Linked DNA regions of Mus musculus: region 1 is linked to region 2. A link is a contact called in public HiChIP or PLAC-seq data. All regions are on one chromosome and are shown on one strand. The core of a region is the stretch at or near the end of the contact, and the rest is flanking DNA. Distances in the headings are between cores, read along the strand shown. Region 1 overlaps Rbpj (recombination signal binding protein for immunoglobulin kappa J region). Region 2 has its middle 110 kb from the start of Gm40303.

Region 1 (6,038 bases), core at 1,919-4,418, 250 kb before region 2:
TTTACCTAAGTTAAGTGCCACATAGGAGGGGAAAAAAAAAAACTCTACAGGTTTAAGTAGAATATCAAGTCTTGAGATATTTTACATATCACAAAATTAAAGTCAGGATAATCAATGAATATTTTTAATAAATTTAAATTAAATTTAACTTACATTATAAATAAAGACAATCCAAATGACAGTCAAAACTGTCAGCTGTCATCAAGTCATTAAATGTAGGGAATTATAGATTTGTGTCACTTTTACACTGAACTCCTTGGATAAACCACAGAGCCTCACCCAGCTTTTACTTTCAGAATCTGAATACAGGAGCTAAGAGCCACCTGGTTCAGGGTGGCTAAAGGGGTCTAATGAGAAAACCAAAATGACATTTATTCTTACTGAGAAAAATGTTTTAGCTGCAAGGCATGGAAAGTGTACACAGTGCAGGCAGAGTATGGACCTCTTCCACTGAAGGCACAGAACCGAATGGAGCAGTGCACTCCTAGCAAGGGCATGGCAGAGCCAGTGCTGAAACAGGTGTCTACCTAGGTCAGGGAGTAGGGGACAGAGGACCATGCACAGGATCTCTCTCAGTATTGAACAGACTGCCAATAGCAAGGGTACTGGGGCATAACTACTGGAGATGAGTGACAGCTCAGAGAATAAGATGGGGGTGGAGATTATAAAATAAAAAACAGCAGCTGAGGATATGGCTTGGTGGCTAAAACTTTTACAAGAGGGCCAGATTCCCAGACCTCATCAAAATGCCAGGTGAGCATGGCGACCCGCCTGTAATTCCTTGCCTTGAAGGCAGAGCCAGGAGATCCCTGGAGCAAGACCAGGTATACAGGCATGGTGAAAGTGGAAGAGAGACTGAGGAAGATTCCGTAATACACATGAAAAAAAGGAAAAGCCAAAACAAGATAAAAACAAAAGTTGAGAGAAGTCCAACACCCTGTCAAAATTTGTACACAGGTCCCACCGTAATACACATGAAAAAAAGGAAAAACCAAAACAAGATAAAAACAAAAGTTGAGAGAAGTCCAACACCCTGTCAAAATTTGTACACAGGTCCCAGTCATGGAACTTGAACTGCAAGCACATTTTCTAAATTACATTCTACTAACAGTATGATCTCTGCCATGTCACTTAGTCATTATTTGTTTATATGTTTATCAGGTTATGTGTTTGCTTTTCTTATCTTCCCAGACACACAACAGAGGCTTCAAGTAAAAGAGCTCTGCCTCAGTTCTTGTACTTGATACCCAGGCTGGATTGAGGGCCCAGGCCCAGTGGGAGAGGATGCAGCTCATCTTAGAGAACTGATTGATGCTGCTAGGAAGGGAGGGAGGAATAGGACTCCAGGGGATGGGGGGTGTGGGGGAGACAACATTTGGAATGTTTAAAAAAAAAAAAAAAGACTGAAACTGTGAAATGAGGCTGTGCTGGTTAACTTTTCTAAGCAAGCATATTAATATAACCAACATAACCAAACACAGTTAAGTTACTTTCCTGAAATGATACAGAAGAGGCAGGAATTAAAGTTTAGCTATCTCAAGGACAAAGTTGTACCACTGGTAGTACAACGGCTAAGCCACATCTCAGCTATGAAACAAGGGTCTAAATCTTAACTCTGTTACTCTTGAATCTGAGGTTTCTCTCCTCCGTGAAGTTACTGGAAAAGAGAAAAAAAAAATAACAAACCTAAAAGCCAGTTAGCCCCAACTCCCAACAAGGAGGTCCTGTAAGCAAGCTATAGGTATCATTACTGTTGTCAATGTTAAGAGCCGTTCCAAGCTCTTAACTATATACACATGCTGCAGGAGAGAGTGAGCATGGGGTCCCATGAAAGCTTTGTAGGCATGTTGCTAAGACCTGGGGATGCACACTGCCTTAGGCTTCTGACTTAAGCCTCAATGCACTGTGAGCAAGAGGCTTTTGGGAAGAATTTGTCTGCATAGGCTGACTGACCAAACCAAAAACATGGGGAGGTTGAAATTTTTTTTCAGAGTCCAGTTACAATCTATTTGGGGCTATCATTAGTCTACTATATGATCATATCCCCACCAACACCTTTTGCCGGCTCCTGCTACTAGATTTAGAATTTATTAACTTAACAAAACCTCAATTTTCCACCAATCAAAAGACCACAAATGTCAGATGGCATACAAGGCAGCCTATCTCCTCTCCTGCTGTAACCTGCTTCCCTGATATAACTATGTATTTTCTAAATCTCTTGATTTACAACTTTCTTTGTTCTGTTACCATAAAAATTCCATGAAACTGCTTTGATGTCAGCATGTTGTATTTGGAGAAACCTCAATGAATGTTTCTGGACCATGGTCACTTATATTTTGCTATAGATTAAACCTGTCTTTCATTCCTTTGAGGTGACAGCTTTTCATTCAACTCAGTACAGCACATCTACCAAATCTATAAGCACATTGATAATGCTTGTCTTTCTTAATATGAGAATGAACGGATTAAAACATAAGAACAGCATCTTACTACAGAGACGGAGGCCAGGCAGGTGGCTCAGCAAGTAGAGGTGCTTGTGATGCAAACCTGACAACTGTGAAAGATAACCTAATTCCTGAAAGTTGTCCTCTGATCTCCAGACACAGCCACTGACGTGTGCCCCCACCACCAAGAGCGAGCGAGCGAGCGAGCGAGAGAGAGAGAGAGAGAGAGAGAGAGAGAGAGAGAGAGAGCTAGCTACTAAACACTTTTCAAACATAAACCTTGCTTAGGTCAACAAAAATACATGGTTCACGAGTCTCAGGCACAGGATTTTAAGAGCAGAGAGATGTCTCCATGAAAGAGACAGGCTCTGTGAAAAGTATTACTCCCAGTAACAGAAAGAAGATATTTTGAACAAGAGAATATATACTTATTCTATCAATTACACAAAATAAAATATTGATAAACCTCACAAGGAAAATCCTCTGCTACTCAACAAATTTTAGCAAGAACATTAGTTAGCAGCTCCAAGCTTGCAGTTATAGAGGGAGGAAAAATAACAAAACTATCTCTGAAAGAATGTGTAGGCTTCTACCCCTGGGGCCCATCCATGGACGGTGAGACGATTCCCTTTTTTCAAACTGTCTTCTGACTTCCACAAACACAGTGTAGCGTCACACACACATACAATTCTTAAAAAGCAAATCCAGTCCTGTTGAATAGTGTACTCTTTACACCACTTATTTGTGCTTTTGACTAAAAATTTAAGTCATGTATAAAGAATTCCTCAGGCAGGGCTGGAGAGATGACTCAGCAGTTAAGAGCACTGACTGCTCTTCAGAAGGTCCTGAGTTCAATTCCCAGCAACCACATGACTCACAAAGTAAATAAATAAATCCTTTTTGAAAAAAAAAAGATTTCCCCAGGCCTCATTAGAGACTCTCCCACCAATACTGCTTACTTTGGGAAATATAAGACAGAACAAGGCAGGGTAGGCTTTGAACATTCCTTAAAAGAAGACATGGCCCCCACATTATACTCCCCCTACAACACAGTGGACACAAACCTCTTAAAATATTTTTTTTCCCAAATAAGACATTGTTTTCCTAAAGCAGAAGCACTTCAGGAGAGAAGCAAAGCTTACCCGAATTCTCCTGAAGCAGATATGCTAGTCTCCCGGGCTATCTCTGATGTAAAAAGATTACTAAAATGTTAAGAGTTTTAATGAGATCTAGGTGGCCTACCATGTGGTGGCTTTAGCACCAGCACACTATACTACACTGCAACAACAGGATATTCTCAGTTCCCCAAAGCTGTTCTTCTGGGTCTCTGAAATCCCTTCTGCGTTTTCCCATTCGGGAAACAACAGTACTCATCTGTAGCCTGTCTGTCAGCAAGAGCAGCTATTTTCTAGAACATGTGTATGCAGAGTTCATTCTTTTTTTTGAACTTCTGAACAGAAGTCTTTGTTCAAATGGATGTTAGTCTATAGTTGTGCTTTCTGTGTTTTAGTAGCATATGAGCACTGCCATCCTTAGGTAACAGCGTTCTGTCCTCAGATTGAACTAGAACTAGATAGATCCTCTTTCCCAACATTTAGGAAGGTATCTAAAGGCTTCTTCCTTAAGCACTCTATAAGAACCCAGCACTGAATCCGGCTGAGTCTTAGCTCCTGCAATAGACACTTCTGGGTTAGTCTGGATTGGTTCTCTTCTCACGGATGATTATATGTGCAGCTTCTCTGTGTGGCCGATAGAGCCCTGCTGTTTCCAGCACCCCACAGTTCTTGCTCCTCTACTGACCTGTCTGGTTGATGGAGCTCAGAGGGTCTCACTGTCTTACTCCTCTGCTCTTGAACTTTTTTTTTTAAACTGAGTTTCTTGGAATTTCAGTCTTTGACTCTATTCTGTGACAGTTAGATGAAACCAAAGCACAATTTAGTCTGGGGATAATTCTACCAAGACAGACTTGATTGTGGGATTTTTATTCTGACTATTGAAAGCAGGCACAATTCATAGCCTTTAGATGTGGTTTGTTTCCAGTTTTCCCCCCTCAGTTGTGGGTAGCTTTCTTACGTGTGTGTGTGTGTGTGTGTGTGTGTGTGTGTGTGTGTGACACAAGAAGTCTGGCGAAGACTGTTCTGCAGATCTGCGCTGTTGTCCCACTCTTGAGGTCTTCAGGAAAGAGACACACACTCACTGAGTTCCACCCCCTTGTTAGCTCCTCAATAACAGTTCTGTGATACTTAAATAAGTATAAACACTGAGATGGACAAACAACTATCTCAATATGTTACCTCTTTTCCAAAGTCCTTGGGACCAGAAGTATTTCAGATTATAGAGGATTTTATTGCTTTTCTATTTTGGAATATTTTCATAGATATGAGTATTTGAGCATCATAAATCCATGTTCCAAAATCTGAAACGTTTTAAGCCATTATTTTGGAACTTAAAAAGGGGTTCTAGGGCATATCAGACTTCGGATTTTCAGATTATGAATGCTCACTGTATAAAGACTGATTTTAGGGTTTTAATATTTTGTATCATCATTTGATTAAGATGTCCCAAATTTGTCTTCAAACCATCTTCTGTGGCTTAATACAATTTATTAAAACTTTTAATACAATTTTCTTTTCTTTTTTTCTTCCCTCAATCCTTCCTTTCTTTCTTTGATGTCATTATGCAGCCTTGGATGGTCTGAGACTCACTTTGTAGTTCAGGTTGGCCTTGAACACACAGAGCTCTGTCTGCTTCTTCCTCCTGAGTATAGTATTAAATAAAGGTGTGCACTACCATGTGGCAACCCACAACTGTCTTCAAGAAATGTCTTAGTAGTGGTAATTACTTGGTAGTAGCCTAAGCAGCCATCAATATGAACCAAGAAGAATGTAAATACAACAGAACACCACAGAGCTATTACAGAGAACTCTGCAAGTCTAAGGCAATATAATAAATACATCGTGGGTTTAAAGAATGCAGGACAACAGTACAGATAGATCCCAGTCTTCTAAAGAAAAAGAAACACACTCACTCATTCTCTCTCTCTCTCTTCCTCCCTCCCTCCCTCCCTTGGAAAATGGATTTTTAAAAAAAGGTCAATGTCGAGGAATGAAACTGTAAAACCACTGGTTTCTTTATTTTATAATTTTTAAGTTAATTCTTTGAAATATATTAAGAATATAGACTGTAAAATTAGCTTTACCTAATGAGAACACTGTATATCACCATAAAAGTGAGTAAACCTTAGGTTTTCTTTTAAAATGATGGGGGATCAAAATTCCAACTCAATTCTTCAACGAATTAGAAGGAGCAATTTGCAAATTCATCTGGAATAACAAAAAACCTAGGATAGCAAAAACTCTTCTCAAGGATAAAAGAACTTCTGGTGGAATCACCATGCCTGACCTAAAGCTTTACTACAGAGCAATTGTGATAAAAACTGCATGGTACTGGTATAGAAACAGACAAGTAGACCAATGGAATAGAATTGAAGACCCAGAAATGAACCCACACACCTATGGTCACTTGATCTTCGACAAGGGAGCTAAAACCATCCAGTGGAAGAAAGACAGCATTTTCAACAAATGGTGCTGGCAC
Region 2 (6,456 bases), core at 264-2,763:
AAGTTTGACCGTATGATGGGGGCTCATGCTCTTCTCATCTCCTCCCTCTATCCTGGTCCTTGTCTTGTCTCTTAGTTAGGGTTACTGCTGCTGTGAACAGACACCATGACCTAGGCAACTCTATAAAGGACAATTAACTGGGGCTGCCTTACAGGTTCAGAGGTTCAGTCCATTATCATCACGGTGGGAAGCATGGAAGCTTACAGGCAGACATGGTGCTGAAGAAGCTGAGAGTTCTACATCTTGATCCAAAGGCAGCCTGGAGAAGACTGGCTTCCAGGCAGCTAGGAGGAGGGCCTCAAAGCCCACCCCCAAGGTGTCATGCTTCCTCCAACAAGGCCATACCTCCTAATAGTGCAACTCTCTGGGCCTAGCATGTTTAAACCTGTCCAGATATGATGCCAATATCCAGATTTAGTAACATACAGCCTTCCTGCCCCTTATACCTCTCATATTCTTTTTTCTTTTTTAAAAGATACCCTAATGTAATACAAGACGGACTTACATTCCTGCTTCTCCTGCTCCATCTTCTGATTCGGACTAAGATTCTAGGTTTGGGCCATCACACTCAGCTGATGGCCACCTGTCTCTGCATCCAGGTGTCCGATCAAAGAAAGATTTCCCTGGAGCTGCCACTGGTGTTCCAGGTCACAAACTTGTCCCCAAATCAATCACCATTGAGTGGATTGGGAGCACTCTCTTTGGCACATAGCACTAGGATCCATTCTCAGACTGGAGACACTGCACTGGTACCAGGCAGGAGTCTTTCAGAGGCTGAATAATCACCATCCAAGGGTCCTGAAGATGAGTGTGATTCAGTGGTTTTCAATAGAAACTGACTCTCTGCATCCAGTGACTCGCTAAGCACCTCTAAAGGGCTGCCAGAGCATCATGAAGGTCAGGGGCTGGGAAGCTGGAAAGCAAAGGCAGATGTAAAAGAGAACTTGGAGCCTGTGAGGATGTGAGGATGGACAGGAGTCGAGTCAGTGCCTCCACTCCTCCAAAGCTGTCATGAGATCTGTATGCAAGACCTTGTGGACAGTGAAAGTGAACCCAGGCACAGTGAACGCACAAGGCTGGCCACTGCTCTCTAGCAGCCGTGGAAGCCTGCTGGCCAGGCTTGTCCTCCAAACCTCAGGCAGACTTCTCTCCTAGCTCTACTCTCCTGTCTGGCCGAACACCCAGGAAAGGAGACTCTGCAGAGCCACCTTCAGCTCAACCAAGAAGATGCATCACGATGCCACATAACTGTCCCTAAGCAGGCACAACAAGACTGTCTCTGTCCACTGGGCGGGAGGGGGGATTTTTTTTCCTTCATATTGAGATCCTGGTATTAGGAAGGATTTGTGTACTTAAGAAATATACAAAAGTGAGATGTAACCAGACTACATAAATAGAATTCGCCTTCCCGACTCCTTCTCTCCAAAGGAAAACTGGCCCTCTGGGTCTATCATGGGCCAGCCTCTGGCAGAGAACACGAAAGAAAAATAAACTCCACGGAGCGCTCAGCTCCCCTCTGAGTCACCAGCCCACTGTTTGTCCACACCCTCCCTGGAGTTCCCTCGTGCCATTTCCTGTTCTCATTCAGGGAGCCAACATAAGGCACCTACTATGTTCTAGGGAAAAGGACAGGTAAGACTGGCAGAGAATGAAATGTAGCTCCCCTCTAGAGGGACTGACCTCCATCCTTCCGAAATTCCCCTTCTTTCCAGAAACTTCTCAGATGTCGTCCCAGGCACTCTGGCATAGTCCCACAGCCTTGCTCATGTCTCCACGCGGCTGTTAGTGATTATCTACAGTATGTGTGTATATGACATGTCATTTTTGTTTTTTAATGAATGCTTTATTTGTGTTGGTCCCATCTTCCCCCTAGAGCACCAAAGACCTTTGAAGGTTGGGTTTCTGCTGTTTCTTTCTCTGTGCCTAATGACAACGTGCAGTGTGTAAGCCTGTGCTCCAAAGGGAGAGGACCATATGGGGGTTTCCAAAGACAACCAAGAGTCTTTCCACAGTCTTTCTTTCAGCGATGCAGAATGTGCTTTGCATACATTGCTTCCTTGCTCCTCGCCCTGCTGTGAGTGGTCCCTGATACGGCCATCACTATTGTCCCCTTTGTCCCATTCAATGGATGAATGAGTGTTTGAGAAGGTGGTGGCCACAGAACTCCAGCATGAGCCGGGGTGTCCACACCAAGCTCCATGTTTCCCCTGACCTGGGTGTGGTCAAATTGTGGAATAATTACTAGGGATTTAGTCTGTGCTGGGCTCTGAACCACTTCTGGCTTCACGATTCTGGCTTTGGAGGTTGCTACTCTCCTTACTTTTAGTAAGGAAATCAAGGTAACTGGTGGACAGGAGGCATGGGTGGTATGGTATGGTGTATATGCATGCGTATGTGAGGGTATGCGTGTCTGTGTAACATACAGACGTGTAACGCAGAGGTCAGAAGAGAGTGCAGGAACCACCCTCTATGGCTCTCCATCTTATTTGTTGAGACAGGGTGTCTGGCTGGCTGCAGAGCTCACAGCATCCCCCTGTCTCCACCCACTGCAGTTACAGGCAGGCACAGTCAAGCTCAGCCTTTGAGTGGGTGCTGGCGATTTGAACTCAGATTTTCCAGCTTTGACAGCAAGCACTCTGAGCCACTGAGCCATCTCCCAGACCCAAGAAAGCAAAACTGGAACTTAATCTAGCTTGCTCTAAGTCCTCAAATGTATCTTTTTTTTTTAGCTGTCATGTCAATTGTGGTATAAAAGGATGTGAATGAATGAACTTCCAGAATTCACTTTTCCACACCTCCCAGGCTGGCTCTACCGTTACACTGGGATTTAATTTCAGCTCCGTGGAAGGCGGCCAGCAGCAGGAGGAGGAGATAAGGGGGTGGGAGTGAGGGGGTGGGGGGAAATATGAGCAGAATACATGATATGCATGCATGAAGATGTCATAGTGAAAACCTTTATTTTAAACAATGCATACATATGTACATATATAAATATTAATATATAGGAGAATATTTCCATTGTATAAGTCTATGGCCCTGGAAAGGACACTAGGTCATTCTGAGTGTTTCTTCTTTCGGGCCATGGAGCTTAACTGAGCAGACAAAATTCCTATCTGGACTGTACCAGGCATGTTGTAAGGATTAAATAAAAGGGAAAACATGCACAAGCTTTCAACAAGCCCCACATGGAGTGAACACCCTGGAAATATTAACTTTCCCCCTCATAACAGCAGCCGTTTTTATTACTGCCCTGCTTCAGTCAGTCTGGCCCCAGCCTCTCTCGCAGGACCTTCTTCGCTAACATGTTGATGGAGCCGAAAAGGCCAGATTTCTGGGGAGCCTCGGATCCCCTCGGCTTATAACAGAACAGCCCCGGCAGCTGCCTTGTTGAGCCTGTGCGTGCAGCCAGGCTGTGAGGCCGAGGCCTTGCTGATGTCCTGTCCTAGCCAGCCTCCTTCGGCTGCCGCGCACATGTTCCATAAATGGGAATCATTAACCGGGAGGCTCATAAACACTCTCTCCCGACAAGGTTGTGCAGCGCGTGCCGACTGTGTGGCAATCTCTCAGGCAAGCCCCTGAGCCCAGATACAAGGCAGCCATCTGTGCATGTAAAAACCTGTGTGCCCTGAAAAGAAACTTCCAGGAGCCAGGGTCTACTTCCCTAGCTACCTGAACAAACTCTGTTTCTGTTCCCTCCATACAAACCTGGCTAGTTGGTTCATAATAATTAGCAGATAGGCTTTCCCTTCTCCCTGAGGGTGTTCGAAACTCACAATTTTCTTTGCATTTACAAAAACCTCAAGACAAAGAGGGAAGGTGGGGAGAGTGGTTGACAGTCTAGGTGAGACCAAAAGGAAGCCATTCTACTGTAAGCTCCTGCAAATACATTATGCAGAGAGCTTAAGACCCTGGTATTATCAAAAGAAACCAATATCGCTCATTCTCCATAGATGATGAAATAAGGGCCCTGAGATATAGAAAGACCCAAAACTTTCCTGCACTAGACTTATGCTAAATTGGGGGTGGGAGAGGCAGTAGGATCACAATGGGGTTGGATGTCTTAAGGGTACAGAAGGTAGCACTTCAGTTAATAGCCCTGGTGCAATCATGCAGACTGGAACTTTCCAAGAAGAGGGGATCAGATGTGTTCAGTGAATGATTCCTTGAGCAAAATTACATCAGCAGAAGACCTTGAGAGGAGGTAGTGTCATCTCTCTCAGCATCAGTTTCTCCATTCGCAAACTGGACGGATGAGAGAGCTATTGAGAGAAGCTGTCTTCACTGAAGCTGTATACAGAGACTTCGCATGAAGCCAGTCAGTTCTGAGCTAGAGGAGACCCAGGGCCAACCCCTGATGACACCATTGCCCTCTGCCAAGGGAACAGGAAGGATGGGGGCATTGGGAGATCAGAGGCATGGAAAGAGGAAGAGAAAAAGAGATGGGGTGAGGAGAAGGCGGAACAGAGAGAAGAGGCTGGGCTAGCTAGGAGGGGAAGAGGAGGCAGCAGCCTGCAGAGCAGGGGGATCCTGGGCTTCATAAGCAAGAGGAAAGGGCGCTTTGGCGGCAGCCCAGTTTCTGATGGGGGAAAAGGAGACAGTTGGTTCTCCGATGGCTGGCAGATGCCCTGGGCTCCAGCAGATTAAAGGTCCTTGCTCTCCTGTCATACACATAGCCTTTGTTAGATTATTGAGCACCATGGGGGCATGGCTGGACCAAGATCTGATGGCTATCCTCCCTGAGTGCTATGTTGTATGAAGAAGGCACACAGGACTTCAGAGAATTCCCAGGGCTGGAGGAGACACTCTGTTGTCCCTTTCCTGATATCCCTGCCCCCCTCCCCCATCTTCAGTCTCCTGGCCCATTTCAGGTCTTTGTCCCAACAGCACAACCTGCCTTTTCTTAGTTCCTGTTCCTGTTCTTGATGTTGTTTTGACTGTGGGTTTCATGTAGTCCTGACTGACCTTGAACTTGCTACATAGAGGTTGGTTTTGAATTCCTGATCCCTCTAGCTCCACATCCCAAGTGCTGGGATTACTGGCATGCACAACCATGCCCAATTTCTTCTTGAGCATTTTTGTTTGTTTGTTTGTTTTTTTTTGTTTGTTTGTTTGGTATGGATGAGAAAGAAAATGCGTAGGACACTCAAAAAGAAGACAGAGAAATGGGAATTAGGTGGGTGGGGCCACTTTTCCTGCTATGTCAGTGGTGGACCAAGAGGACCAGTAACAGATGCACTGCAGAGGCAGCCTTTCATGGACTGGGACCAATTGGTCACAGTAACAGAGATTAGATCAGTAACTGACAGGAAGGCCTGTTACTAGAGCACTGCCCACAGAGCTCTTACAGCGCCTCCCCTGGTTTGCTCTGGAAGTGACCCCAATGGTCTCCACTGGCTACCAGGAGCCCCACCCTCTATCCTTGCCTGCCTACCTTTTAGAAAGCCACCTTGTCTGTCAACAGCCCAAGGAAGAATGAGTGTATCTCTGCAGGAGTGGAGCTCCTCACTCATCCTCTTTCAGAACTCTGCATTTCTCTGGCTAGAGGAATACAGATGGTGCAGAGAAAGCCAGAGGACTAAAAGCCGCCTCTGACTTTTAGGCAGAACCCTTTGTAGGCAATTCTGACATTCATTATTGTCCCAGTCTCCCATTTCCTCCCCTTGCATTGCAAGCTCCTATATGAAGAATGTCATACTCTTCCTGGACCTTATTAGTTAGCTTTCTGTCTTCCTTGCTATCCCAGCCATGTGGGGACTGAGGGATGGTGGCATGGGGCCCCTCCTGGGCTCCTCCAGCCTGCTGTCCTGACAGCTCTAAAGTGTGTTTATCCTTCTGAGGGATATACCACTACCCTCTGCTCTTTCTGCTTCCATTACCATCCCTTCAGGCCAGAGACCACCTTAGGAGAAAAAAGGAAAGTTCTCCAGGAGAGCAGAGAAACGCAGGGCCATTCAGAGCCTGTTTACGGAGGCTTTTCCTGAACTTTACAAACCCAGCACTAAACAAGTGTGAAAGGATTTTTCAAGGAAGAGACATGCTTTTGCAATTTGCTGGAAGTTTCCCCTCGTGTTCCAGAAAAGCAGCCCTCCCCATTACTCACTAGGGAGGCATGCAGGCCAGAGAGGAAGGCGAATTGAGGAATGAAAACAGGCCTTCCCCTTGCCCGTGTTAAACGGCACTTAATAATCAAATTGAAAAAACACACAAATGAACTGAAGACCGGTTTCCAAATGGGCTGCAGCCCTGAAGCCAGACTTCATGGGGCCATGGCGGGAAGAATTTGAGTCTTTGCCCTAATTGGGCTCCAGGCTAAGTGGCTGATGGGAGGGCCAGATACTGGTGTCAACAGGAGAGTAGAACGGAGAGGGCCCTTTGAGGTATTTCTATCCTTCCCCGAGGGCGTTATCTTCTCCTGAACTTCTCTTTTGCTATATAAACTTTCTCAGATCTCCCCCA

The links. HiChIP or PLAC-seq counts read pairs in DNA pulled down with a chosen protein or histone mark.
Region 1: a contact with region 2 is called in an H3K27ac HiChIP or PLAC-seq map of the NIH/3T3 cell line, with 5 times the contacts expected there. The contact joins two enhancer-like sites. A contact is called at or near these places in 2 of 115 datasets of contacts at active chromatin or transcription factors (CD8 T cells and the NIH/3T3 cell line) and 3 of 9 other capture datasets (adipose tissue, liver and pancreatic islet).

What each region holds. Positions count from the first base shown.
Region 1 is chr5:53,629,426-53,635,463 of GRCm38.p6, reverse strand. The region is part of intron 2 of Rbpj (recombination signal binding protein for immunoglobulin kappa J region); the gene reads right to left. Among named protein-coding and RNA genes, the nearest start is that of Rbpj, 42 kb to the right of the region's middle. Within about 2 kb of position 3,168, at least 23 of the 459 cell types and tissues checked have an H3K27ac peak or open chromatin away from gene starts, as enhancers often do. A contact at or near this core is called in the NIH/3T3 cell line, where this site is marked.
Region 2 is chr5:53,376,773-53,383,228 of GRCm38.p6, reverse strand. No RefSeq gene overlaps it. Among named protein-coding and RNA genes, the nearest start is that of Gm40303, 110 kb to the right of the region's middle. Within about 2 kb of position 1,513, at least 89 of the 459 cell types and tissues checked have an H3K27ac peak or open chromatin away from gene starts, as enhancers often do. A contact at or near this core is called in the NIH/3T3 cell line, where this site is marked.